Linked DNA regions of Mus musculus: all the other regions are linked to region 2. Evidence: chromatin contacts called from public Hi-C and HiChIP or PLAC-seq data. All regions are on one chromosome and are shown on one strand. Each heading gives the region's core, a stretch centred on a gene start, on an enhancer-like site or on the middle of the called end of the contact. The rest is flanking DNA. Distances are from core to core; before and after follow the strand shown. Region 1 holds the start of Erbin (Erbb2 interacting protein). Region 2 overlaps Nln (neurolysin (metallopeptidase M3 family)). Region 3 overlaps Erbin (Erbb2 interacting protein).

Evidence for each region. Hi-C and Micro-C count contacts between places; a contact is called where the count stands out from the background. HiChIP or PLAC-seq counts read pairs in DNA pulled down with a chosen protein or histone mark.
Region 1: an H3K27ac HiChIP or PLAC-seq map of heart atrium shows a contact between it and region 2, with 2.7 times the contacts expected there. The contact joins the promoter of Erbin here to the enhancer-like site in region 2. A contact is called at or near these places in 12 of 39 promoter capture datasets (the 3T3-L1 cell line, the C10 cell line, the HPC-7 cell line and 7 more), 1 of 15 datasets of contacts at CTCF or cohesin (pro-B cells), 8 of 484 Hi-C or Micro-C datasets (the C10 cell line, the G1E-ER4 cell line, the HPC-7 cell line and 4 more), 11 of 115 datasets of contacts at active chromatin or transcription factors (the HPC-7 cell line, the SCID.adh cell line, bone marrow-derived macrophages and 7 more) and 3 of 9 other capture datasets (adipose tissue, liver and pancreatic islet).
Region 3: a contact with region 2 is called in a Hi-C map of bone marrow-derived macrophages, with 20 read pairs. The contact joins two enhancer-like sites. A contact is called at or near these places in 9 of 484 Hi-C or Micro-C datasets (LSK cells, Th2 cells, bone marrow-derived dendritic cells and 6 more), 2 of 115 datasets of contacts at active chromatin or transcription factors (astrocytes and microglia) and 2 of 9 other capture datasets (liver and pancreatic islet).

What each region holds. Positions count from the first base shown.
Region 1 is chr13:103,917,997-103,921,991 of GRCm38.p6, reverse strand. Erbin (Erbb2 interacting protein) reads left to right here and starts at 1,406. Exons shown (of 26, transcript NM_001289473.1): 1 at 1,406-1,746. D130037M23Rik reads right to left here. Exons shown (of 1, transcript XM_006517803.4): 1 at 1-3,995. The coding sequence starts at 1,999. The coding sequence ends at 170.
Region 2 is chr13:104,072,432-104,076,169 of GRCm38.p6, reverse strand. It overlaps Nln (neurolysin (metallopeptidase M3 family)), which reads left to right. Exons shown (of 13, transcript NM_029447.2): 2 at 3,148-3,407. Among named protein-coding and RNA genes, the nearest start is that of Nln, 35 kb to the left of the region's middle. Within about 2 kb of position 1,304, at least 83 of the 459 cell types and tissues checked have an H3K27ac peak or open chromatin away from gene starts, as enhancers often do. A contact at or near this core is called in the SN4741 cell line, Th1 cells, bone marrow-derived macrophages and 6 more, where this site is marked.
Region 3 is chr13:103,840,040-103,843,839 of GRCm38.p6, reverse strand. Erbin (Erbb2 interacting protein) reads left to right here. Exons shown (of 26, transcript NM_001289473.1): 18 at 207-383; 19 at 2,572-2,686. Among named protein-coding and RNA genes, the nearest start is that of Gm52054, 67 kb to the right of the region's middle. Within about 2 kb of position 2,354, at least 50 of the 459 cell types and tissues checked have an H3K27ac peak or open chromatin away from gene starts, as enhancers often do. A contact at or near this core is called in bone marrow-derived macrophages, where this site is marked.

The DNA.
Region 1 (3,995 bases), core at 157-2,656, 150 kb after region 2:
CAGAATCTATTCCATTCCCTCGGGTAAAACAAGGATGTTCTGTCTGCTAACATACTTAAAGCAGTAACTGTAAAAACGGCAATGTTATGGTTGAAGCTTTCTAAGCCATATGTGTTGACAGAATGCTTAAGTCTCTCTCTGCAATAAACGCAAACCCTGCCAGGCAGAACTACCAGGGCCAGCGCGACTGACTGAACGACTGCACGCCCGAAAGCGTAGGGGCTGGAAGGCTTCGCGGCGCTCGGAGTGCATCCAATGTTTCCTCTAACAAAGGCACCGTCTTGAGGCAATTTCGCGGGCCACGCTCCCCGCCTCCCAGCACCAGCTTTGTCTCCTCGGAGGGGCCCCCGGCCGCGTCGCCGCTTGCAGCAAGCTCGGAGGCCGGCCCGGCGTGGGAAGAAGCTGCACGGAGCAGCGGCGGTGGTTTCCTGCAACCTGAGCGTGCCATTAGAGGCGTCGGAGTGCTGCAGCTGAAAGAGATACCTGCTGCCTGGAAATCGGGGCTGCACTCGAACAACCTCTTTGCACCAATTACGGTCGTACAAAGAAACTCGATCGGCCCGGGCGGCGGAGGCCTCGCGGGGTCGTGGGGGGCGGAGGGGAGCCCGGCGGCCCGGGCCTCGGGAGGGTGGGTGGCGGGCCTCCCGCCGCGCGCCTCCCCGCCGGCCCGCGGCCCCCGGCCCGCGCCCCCCGCCGCCGACGTCGACCGCGTAGACCCCGTGCGCGCTGACTGGCTCGCGCCGGCCTTCGCCTGGCTGTGGGCGGTTGGGGCGCCCCCGCGGGAGCCCGCCCCGCCCCCGTCGCCGCCGCCGCCGCCGCGCGCAGCCTCGGCCCCCTTAGCCGCCGGGGCGGTGGCGCTGTTGCCGCCGAGGCCTGTGAAGCAGAAACTCCCTCCACCCCGGCCCGGCCCGGGTCCGCCTCCTCCTTTCTCTCCTCCGCCTCGCCTCCCCTCTCCGTCTCCCGCTCGAGAGTGAAGGTGGCGCGGCGGCGCGCGACGCAGCCTGGGCCCCCGGCGCGGGCCCGCGAGCTCCCGAGGAGACCGCGCCGCCGCGGCCGCGACCGCAGGGAAAGAGGACGGAGGAGAGCGCAGGGACGGCGGCGGGAAGCCCGGAGGGTTCGAGCGCGAGTGGCAGAGACAGGGCCGGCCGGTCGGACCGCCCGACGGACGGTCGCCTTCCAGCCTGCGCGGCCGGTCGGCTCCGGCTCGGAGCGGCGGGGGCCGGGCGGGCGCAGGGCGCGGCCGGCGCACTCGAGACAATACCCGCGCGGCGCGGCTGTGGGGGCGGAGGCCTAGTGCGGCCCAGGCCGGCCGAGCTCCGCGTCCTCGCCCCCCGTGGGCCGCGCGAGGTTCCGCGGCTCGGGGCGGGCGCCGTCCCCTCCCCCTCGGCGGCGCGGCGCGCCACCCCGGGGTTCCGGGTTCCCGGGCCCCGAGCTGGAGCCTGCTTTTCACCCAGGCAGGAAGTGAGTTTCGCACGGCAATTCCGGGCGGTGTCACGAGTGAAAAGTTTTTTCCTTCGGCGGAGAAGCGAGCCGGGGCTGGGAAACTCCTGACACAAGTCGCGAGCAGGAAGCCAGCCCGCACCCCAGCCCCCACCGGAGCAGCCGCACTGCTGCGGCCGGCCGGGCGGCAGCTCCACATCCGCCTCGTCCTCACGGGAGCCTCGGCGGGGCCCGGAGCCACTGAGGAAGGGCAGGGAACCATGTCAAGCCGAGCCTCGGGACGGCTGCCCTGAGACACCCTGAGAGGTAATTTCTTTTCTTTCTTTTTTTTTCTTTCTTTTACGGGAAGCGTCGAGCCAAGTTCGTGGGCCGGAAGCGACGGTACTTTAGTCCACCTCGCTCTGCCCGACTCGTCTCCCTTCTTTCTCCCGTGCCTTGGCATTTTAGCCGCCGAATAGTAGAACTGATTTCTCCCCCTCGCCCCGTCTACCGTCTGGATTCCTTTCTTTTTAAGACGGGGATTGTAAGAATGCGGTGGGACGAAAAGTTTTTCAGCCATCGGAAGAAAGAGTTCCTTTGTTGAGCAGGAGGGCCAGAAGTTTTAGTGCTCCGGGACGTATACATTGTATATCAAGTTGCTGAGGCTGGCAACTTTTGTTTCCGAAGAAAGTTGAGTCTTCTGGCTGCGGGGAGAGATTGATTCCCTCTCCCTGAGATGGCTGCCACATTTGTTTATGTTGGTGCCGATTGTTTTGGTTTTCGCGTTAATCCTACGCGGAGGTCGTTTCGGTAGAACACGTCTGGTTCTTTGGACTTTAGAAACCGGCTGCCTGCCATTCCCGATTGCTTTTTCTGGACAGCGAAGGCGCCGCTTGTAGTAGTAGTAAGTCGTGCGTTCTTTTCAGTCAGTAGCTTAACAGTGCTTGTTTGGTTACTTGATTGAAGAGTAGCTGCTAGATTTTTCTTGAAACTGGCGTTCTAGGAAACAGAATGTCGTAAAGATTAGGGATGAGGACGGAGAAGGATATGGCTACAAAAACAAAACAAAACGCCAAACACCTGCAAGTAGTTGATTGGTCAGGACTTGTATGCAGTTCCGAATAGGAACAACACTGGAAGGGAAGCGAAATAAAACCCTTAAAATTTTCAGAAGAGTCACACTGTGCGGAAAAAGCGGCGCTGTTTTGCAGTTGTATGTGTGTTGGCCCATCTGTTTTTGTTTGCTTCTGCCTAATAAGTGATAGGTACGGACTGTTCGGGCAGGAATTCGTGAAGCATGGCAGACATTCCACCAGTCAGACCTAGGGACGCTTCTGAACCGATGGAGTTTTCTTTATGGGTAGAACTAATTTTGGTTGCAGTAAACCCTGCTGTCTTTTCCCTTAGTAGTGTTTCAATTGTGTGTGTCTTTTAAAGTTTAATTTGCTCCCCCTGCCTCCAAGTACTTTTGTGGTAAGGGAAGTGACAGGTAATACTGTATTTTAAATAAATATTAACTATAGGTAGATGTAGCTTAAGCTTAAATTGGTGTTTAATCAGATATTACCAGAATAATTACCAGAAACCTGAGGAAAAAGAGTTGACTTCCTTTAGTTCAAAAGAAGAAAGGTAGGTTTTAAAGATCAGGATCAAGTGAGCTCACAACTTGTTCTTGGCTGTTTGGCTTTCATTAAGTACATTTCAAAAGGAGAATCGTTCCAGTATTTATGTTGTTGTGTTATTAGGGCCTGGTCTCTAGAGTTTTTGTTTTCATTTTTATTTTATTGGTGAGATTTGTGAGCCATCAAGCTATTCCTGTTAAAAGTCAGATTGCTTTATGAAGGAGTTTAAAGTGCATGACTGGTGGACTTTATGATTTGGGGACGTATAATTAGGCAGCAAAAGAGGTTAATCTTGAGCATATGAAAGAGGGAAACAAAATAAATGACATTGAACTTCGCTTCCCTTTTATGGCTTCTACTTGGCTCCAGCCTCAAAGCCTGAATAGAGCAAGTCTTTTAGAGAATGAACACTTGCAAAGATGTTTTTGTGTCATTCCGTTTTGTATAAAGTATTGTCACTTGAAAATACCTATTTAACACCCCCACCCCTTAAGGAAGTAGGTTATTTTTGAAAGAGTAGTGTGTTTAGATTTTGACATGTTAAAAATGAGATGTTCCACCTTTGTGAACCTTTGATTCCATTTTTCCTCAACAAGGCATTTATTTTGCAGTTAAAATTGGGTAAATTTAGCATCAAATTAGCTTAATGAATTTTAGGTTTTATACTATTCTCAAGCCAAATATTTTTGGAGACTTGTTTAAAATGAAGCAACGGATTGAAAAGAGATTTCTTCTTACTTACAAGACAGTGCTTTGAAGTCTTTCTGAATGGCCTTAAAATCTATATATTTTCAGCATTGTGTGAGGGAAAATTGTGAGATAAAATATTTCCAGAGTGTTTGCCTGCATTGCATAGAGAGGCTTGGTAATGAAGACAACCACAAGCTTTCAAAGCTTCTCCTGGTTCAGTATTATGGTGATTCCTTGCCATTTAAGAACAAGCTGGTTATTGTT
Region 2 (3,738 bases), core at 55-2,554:
TATATATATATATATATATAAATATGGGTGCCTTCAGAGGCTAGGGACCTAAGGTTTTGAATTCCTTGGAGCTGGAGTTACAGGCAGTTGTGAGCTACTTGGATTCTCTAGAAGAGCAGAAAGTGCTCTTAACTGCTGGGCCATCTCTTCTGCCCCAGCCATTGATCAAATGTGTAGTGTTTTCACGGTCACAGCACTGCCCTTGCCTGTGCCTTTAATTGTGCAGAGATTGGAGCTTCATTGCTCTTAAACTGCTCTATCCATGTTTTATATCCCATTCCCTCCTGAAGCTATGGGGAAATTGTGTTCTGTTATCTTCTATGTTTTAATTGAATGGACATTTTGATTCTAGGTAAAACCATAAAAAGATTTCTTTTTGGAACATCGGTGCAGTTCTCCATGTCTCTCGCTCTGGCGCAGGCCTTTGGGTTATTTCTTGAGGTTTCTCACCCTTCTCTTGCATGTTACTATAACCCGTGTCTTTTTTTCTGACTTATTGTTTTTTTTATTAGGTTTTTTTAAGGATGTGTATATTGGTGTATCTGAGATGGAGAGGTGTACACCTGCACACAGTATCCACAGACTCCAGAGAGGATGTTATAGCAGTCATGAGCTGCTCAACATCGGTGCCCAACTTCAAGCTTCTACAAGAGCCATAGGTGTGCTTGGCTGCAGAATCCAAACTGCATCTTTGATTTCCAGTGTTAGTTTTTGAAGGATTGAATCATACATTTTGTGACATACTAAGTAATATGAGTTAAGAAGCCTTCTTAACTTTTACATATTTTAGCCAGTTTTTTATTGGTGTTTCAGTAACAGCTGTTTTTAAGTGTTTTTAAAATATTTTCTTTATCTCAGAAAAAGAACAAATTATTTAAATTCATTTAAGTAGATAAATATTTAAATTATACCTTAATACATACATATGGGCAGGTTTTAGAACAGTCTTAATCTTATTCTACTGATAACAAAAGAAGTAAACATATACCAGAAAAAACAGAGTGCTAGTCTTGTGAGCCTCAGCCAGTTTCACATCAGAAGTGTTGTGGAGAGGAGGTGAGGTCAGTGTGGATCTCGCTTGTCCACAGGGTATCGCTCTTGTGCTTGGCCCATTGGCTTTTGGCTCCCCTCACTTCCTTAACCGCGTTTCTCTCACACTTTCCTCCTTCAGCCTCGTAGCCTAGCTAGCGCTCCTGCTCACGGCTCTTGCCAAAGCCAAGCACTGAGCTCCTTTAGCCTCACTGAGGCTCTTCCCGTCTGCACAGTTGACTCTGGTACACACTCACTTCCTGTCCGCTGCTCTGTCTCATAGCTCCTCTCAACCCCAGCTTGGCCTAGTTCCCGGCAGTCCTGGCCTCACTGACTCTATGAATCAGTCCATACTTCTTGAGTCAGCTTAGCCATCCTGTAAGTGCAGCCACCTTTAAGATCAGTGACTTCCGCCTGCATGCCTGTGCACATATAGCAGGTCACAGTTTACCTTCTCCTTCCCCTGCAAGTCTGCTGTGTTCTCTCTGAAACCTGAGCGTTGCCCTTGAGTCTTTGCACCATGCTACCTTTACACCAAGGTGTATTGTCTCTACCTCTGCAATTAACTATCACTGCAGTTCTCCCATTTTCTAAGTCTGTATCCTATCATTGGGAGAAATAGGAGCATTCTCTAAGACATATAAGCTTATCAGGTCTCACCAGTGAAACCCTGTCAGTGCTCCCTTGAATAAGTCTGAGAGCAGCCGCTGGGTAGTGGTCAGTGATAGCGCAGTCACCTTGCATGCATGTGGCCACAGTTCCAATCTCTAGCATTGCAGAAAAGACAAAAGCGACTGAATCCGACCAACCTCAGACAGCCACAGATCAACGCTGTGTGTCTCGAATGAGTCCCAAGACTCCACATTGGCCGCTTCCTCTTTATCCTTCAGCTTTCTCGGTCACATGCTCTTTGCCTTTGGATAGTCTAACTAGGACCCAGTTCTTTTAGGACACTGACTTTTCCCACTCCCCACCGTGGAGTCTTTCCGAGTCCCCTCGCCCTATGTGCTCTAACTTAGTGCCCATCACAAAGCACTGCTGCTTAGTTTGTCCCTGCGGCTTCTCTTCCTTATTAGAACATCAGGAGCCTGGACAGACTGTCATCTTACCCTCAGGGCCCCTCACAGAGCTGCACGCATGTACTGGGTGTCATGTGGGCAAATGACCTTAAATGACCTTATTCAAGTTAGCCTCGGAGCCTCAGTTACCTCACTGATCAACAGGGAGAACTACTCCCTGAGGCTAAGAGAAATTAAGCCGAGCATAATGGCTAGGAGTGGGGTTCTAGATCCGTGCTGCCTGATTTCTAATGCCAGTGCTCACTGTGTGACTGGCTGGGCCACACAGGTTACACTGTGCAGATGACTTGGTGAGCCTTAGTGTCTTTATCAGTACATGAGAATGGCCACAGACTATGTCTTTAAAGGACTGCTCAATGTCTGAGATTCACGGTATGGAAAACATTTTGAGCAGTGCCTAAACATTGACTATGCAACTTGTTGTCTAGTAAATATGACATTTTCTATTTCTAAGCTATAAAATTGGGGTGAGGTTTGGAGTTGGGAGAGGAGAGAGAGAAATACTCATACAGCCAAGAGTCAGGATATTTTAGTTGTAATATCTAAAGAAATAAGGACCGACCTCCTTACTGGCAGTTTTTCTTTTATCACAATGTGATATCTCTAGCAGAGGCAAATTACTATTTTTATTTATATAAAATTACGGGGGAGATTGATATCTAACATGAAAAAGAGAATATTTGTAATGTTTTTTAGTAAAGCCTACAATTTTTTTAAATAAACGTACTCTTAGAAACTAGCACATGAAAGATTAATTCTTAAAGGACAGTTGTCATGTATCAGCTAACTTCCTTCTGTATGATTTCATATATTCAAGTCCACATTTGAATAGTAAAAATTCCACTAAAACTATAATTATGCAAGAAAATAAGAAATACTAAGTAATATGTTCACTCATTTTTTTTCCTTTAGGAAAGGGTTGTTGTTTCCTTTTGAAACATTCTTACTTGGTGTCGGAATGTGTTATATGTTTACATTTTAGCTCCCAGCCAACAGAAGTCCCTAATTTCTTTTTTCTTTTTTTTCCAATTCTTTTCAGAGCTGGTGGTTCCAGGATTCGGCTCAGAATGACGTTGGGGAGGGAGGCGGCATCTCCTCTTCAGGCCATGTCTTCCTACACCGCCGCAGGCAGGAATGTTCTCAGATGGGACCTTTCTCCAGAGCAGATCAGGACGAGGACAGAGGAGCTCATAGCACAGACCAAGCAGGTGTATGATACCGTGGGGACAATCAACCTGGAGGATGTAACTTACGAGAACTGTCTGCAGGTGCTGGCTGACATAGAAGTGAAGTACATAGGTGGGTGCAGACGGGAGCGTCTCAGTATTTCCTGTGGTGAAATCTACAGCCATTTTACCCTTCTTGGCTGAACAGCCAGTTTCCCAGTTTTACAAGAAATTGACTCTTCCACGAGGCTGATTATAGCTTAGAATGGAATTACTTAAGGTCCGTGAGCCTCGTCAGGTTCTTAGTGGCGTGTACTCCCCTCCGCTGCTCTGTGTTCATCAGAGCTGCCAAGAGCCTCCTATTCTTGCCCAGCAGCTCTGCATCTAGAAATCCACGACAACGAAATAAGAAAGGCGAGATTCTTACATAACTAGTGTATAAGTGGATACTGTTTTCATATCCA
Region 3 (3,800 bases), core at 1,105-3,604, 230 kb after region 2:
ACCAGCCTTCCAGTCTTCTCGTAGAAAAGCAGCTTTTGCTAAATGATGTAATCATGTCCCTCTCTCTATCTCTGAGTCTAATTTACATGTTCATGGTTTCTGTAATATTAATTGAGAACTGGAAGTCGATATATTGCTTAATTTTATGTAATATTTAATAGAAGAATAGACATAAAACTTAAATGAGCTCTTTATCTTTTATGTAGACTTCAGAAAGTACTACAACAAAAAGCAAACTTGATGAAAGAGAAAAGTATATGAATTCTGTACAGAAAATGAGTGAGCCTGAAGCTGAGACCAATGGTGGAAATTTGCCAGTAACTGCAAGTATGAAGTTGTCTGGAAACCTGAAGCATATTGTTAACCATGATGATGTTTTTGAGGTATAACTTCATTCTGACATAATCATGAGAGTTTTCTATGTAGAATTTTATTGTTGTAAACAACAGAAGCCTGATAATATGACTGCAGAAAATACTAACATGTATTTATATTGAGGTATCCTTGAGAAATTTCAGACTGCCAAAATATCACTCATCACTTGAAATTTAATTTTTTTAACTCTTTGTAAGTAAATGACTAGTAAGTAAATTAGATAATGATGTGTCATGTAAAGTGAATAATCACAGTTGCTTTTATGTCTTTATTTTTTGCAGTAATGGAAATCAAGTTCAGTTAGTTGTACATAAGAGAGGCTCATGTTCTGTCTTTTGCATCCTCAGTCCTTGGTTTTATTTCTGTAACATCAAAATGAAAATTGAAGATGTAGATCAGTGGTAGTAGTGCCTCAGCTGGCATAGGCCCTGGATTCTGTCCTCAGCACTGTGAAAAAGGGGGGGTGGGACAAGAGAAAATACCTATTATGGGTATACCCAATCATTTAACTTACATAAGCATTCATCATTGAATGTTACCCTTGTTCAGTGTCTAAGAACCTAAATATAATCTCTACTATTAAAAGTTGTAGGTTTTGTTTTTGGTTTTTTTTTAAGGCAGGAGGCCTTTTTAAAAAGAGATAAACTCTAAGTGTACTGATTGAAAGCATATAATTTAATGACTTAAACAATTTACAAAGTTGTAAAACCATCACCACAGTTACTTGCAGAATATTTGTATAGCCACAGAAAGAAAAAGAAATGTCATCCTTTTTGTCCCTTTAAGGCTTTGCACGCCCCCCCCCCCCAGCTCTAAGCAACTAGTAAGTACTTTGCCTGTATAGATTTGTCTATTACTGCTCAGTAAGTGGTCTTTTATCGTTTCCTTCCCTTGGCATATTCTCTTGAAGTTCATACTGTGGTAATTCTCAGAACTGCATCTTATTTCTATGGTGTCTGAATAGTATTCTATTGAATTATATCTCAGGTATAAGTGAGACTGCTAAACATAGACAGAACTCTCAGTTTTCTGAGACTAAGTCTCCATAGCCCAGATAGTCCTGGAGCTCACTATGCAGCCCAAGCTGGTGTAACTCGTGATACTCCTCCTGTCTTAGCCTCTTGCATGCTAGGTGTATAGCTGTGAGCTACTGTGCCTCGCTGAACTCCACGGTGGCTCTGGTTCTCCCTTAACTCCAGTTCCAGAGGCTCAACACCCTCTTTTAACCTCCATGGTTATCACACACACACACACACAGTCATACATTCAAGCAAAACATTCATACACAAGAAATAAAAATAAATCTATAATGATATGAATAGAGATTGAAAACTATTTCATTAAAATAGTATTTTTGTACACCAAGAAATAGAGCTACCATGTGGGTGCTGGAAAATAAACCTTTGTCCTCTGCAAGACAGCAAGTGCTCTTAATTGCTGAGTGATCTCTCCACTATCCATATCTTTACTGTGGCACTTACAAACACATAAAAGTCCTTAGTACTGTTTGTTTCTTTTTCAGAGGAACAAGTTTTGTAAAGCATTTGCTTTAGTTTCATCTTAGTATGTAGGAATGATTTAACTGGCAAGAGAGCTCATTTCCTGCATGACATATGATATTAAAATTTCTATTAATAGTTGATGACTAACAAGTCATTTTCTTTTCTGACACTACTCAGTAGTAGGTAATCTGCAACAACTGTGGCGTATTACAGGAAATAAACATGGAAAATAACAATTCTGTTTTCAAAATAGGTAAAATATTTATAGTTCACATTAATAGTAGTCTATCGTAGAAGCCAAATATAGTTATGAAACTACTCAACACTTAGGCAAAGGCTCTGTTGAGGGACTCCAGAAGTTGAATTTTTGAAAAACAGGATTGTGCTGTGGTCATTTTTGTTTGCCAGTAACCTCACACTCTGGCACGTGACAACTACTGATACAGTGATAAGGCTTAGAGCCAGAAATGATCCATGAGAAGTTTTAATCTGTGGTTACAGTACTACTGTAGGTTTATTGCTGCACTTGAAAAAGTTGAGTCATGCAGCTTTGTCAACCATTTCCATTAACAGGCACTTTTATACATGGTCTGAGCAGTTGCTTCGTTTCCCTGTGATGTTTTTATGATATATTAATTCATTTAAAGAGTCCAAAGTTTAATTCTCGTATTTATCCCTTTTTTCTTTAAACTAGGAATCTGAAGAACTTTCTTCTGATGAAGAAATGAAAATGGCAGAGATGCGACCTCCATTAATTGAATCCTCGATTAATCAGCCCAAAGTTGTAGCACTTAGTAATAATAAAAAGGGTTAGTAATAATCAAAAAGGTTAGATGTTAAGAGGGGGAGGCATTAAGACTAGAAATCACCTAAGTAAGATGTATTAACTTTGTGGAAGTAAATTTCATTGGATGTCACATTTTTGAAACATTCTGAAAGCAAAATTTATAACTGCCTTTCTAAAATGTTGTTCTTATTTCCCATTTTTAAAGAAAGAGATTGGTAGGTCCTCTCCACTCCCATGCAGAGTTTGTTTGTAAGGGCATGTACATTAAAGGGATATAATTCTAGATTATAATTCCATTTCTATTGAGTATTTCCTAGATACATTTTCCTTGTGTGCTTAATTTTATCCATTTATATAGACAAATTTGAATTGTAGTGAGGCCAATGAAGGATTTTGCATATAATACATTGCATAGTTCCTGATATATACGATTTATACTATATAAACATTATTTTATTCCTATCTATTCCAGAATGATAAATATTAAGTGCTTTTCCCCAACTTTCGCCAGCTAATTGTCACCTATGTCATCACACAACTCTTGCGACTTGTGCCTGATCAGCTTGCGCTATCTCTGCCAAATGCTTATCCAGACGGTTGCTTTCATAGAGCTAATGATACTACCAAGGTGGCTCTTGGCCAGCTTGGGTTTATAAGGATACTTAAAAACGATTGAGTACTTTATTTAACAGTTGCTTAGGTACTAGGCAGTTGTTACTTAGCTGTTTAACAGTTGGTTGTAGTAATAGCCCCATAAAAAGTACTTCAAAGGCTGTCTAACATTATTTTTTACACATTAAGGAACTAAGACTCAAGTACCTTGAGGTTGGAGTTCCTAAACCATTTGAGCCCTATTTCTAAAAACAATAAACTATCTTTAATCGATATGTGGGTATGTCTGAGTACATTAGACCCTTGAGTTGGCTAGAGTTGACTTCTTTATAAAGAGCTTTTTTACAACTATTTTCAAATTCCTTTTAAACTTGTGCTTTAGTAGATATGAACAGTTTCCTTTTCGTTGTTCTAAACAACCACCTCACACATGGAGAGATTACCACTTTATAAACAGGTCTTTGAGGTGGAGAGATACAGAGGACCCACGCTTGGTTCCCAGCACCCACATTGGGCAGCTCACT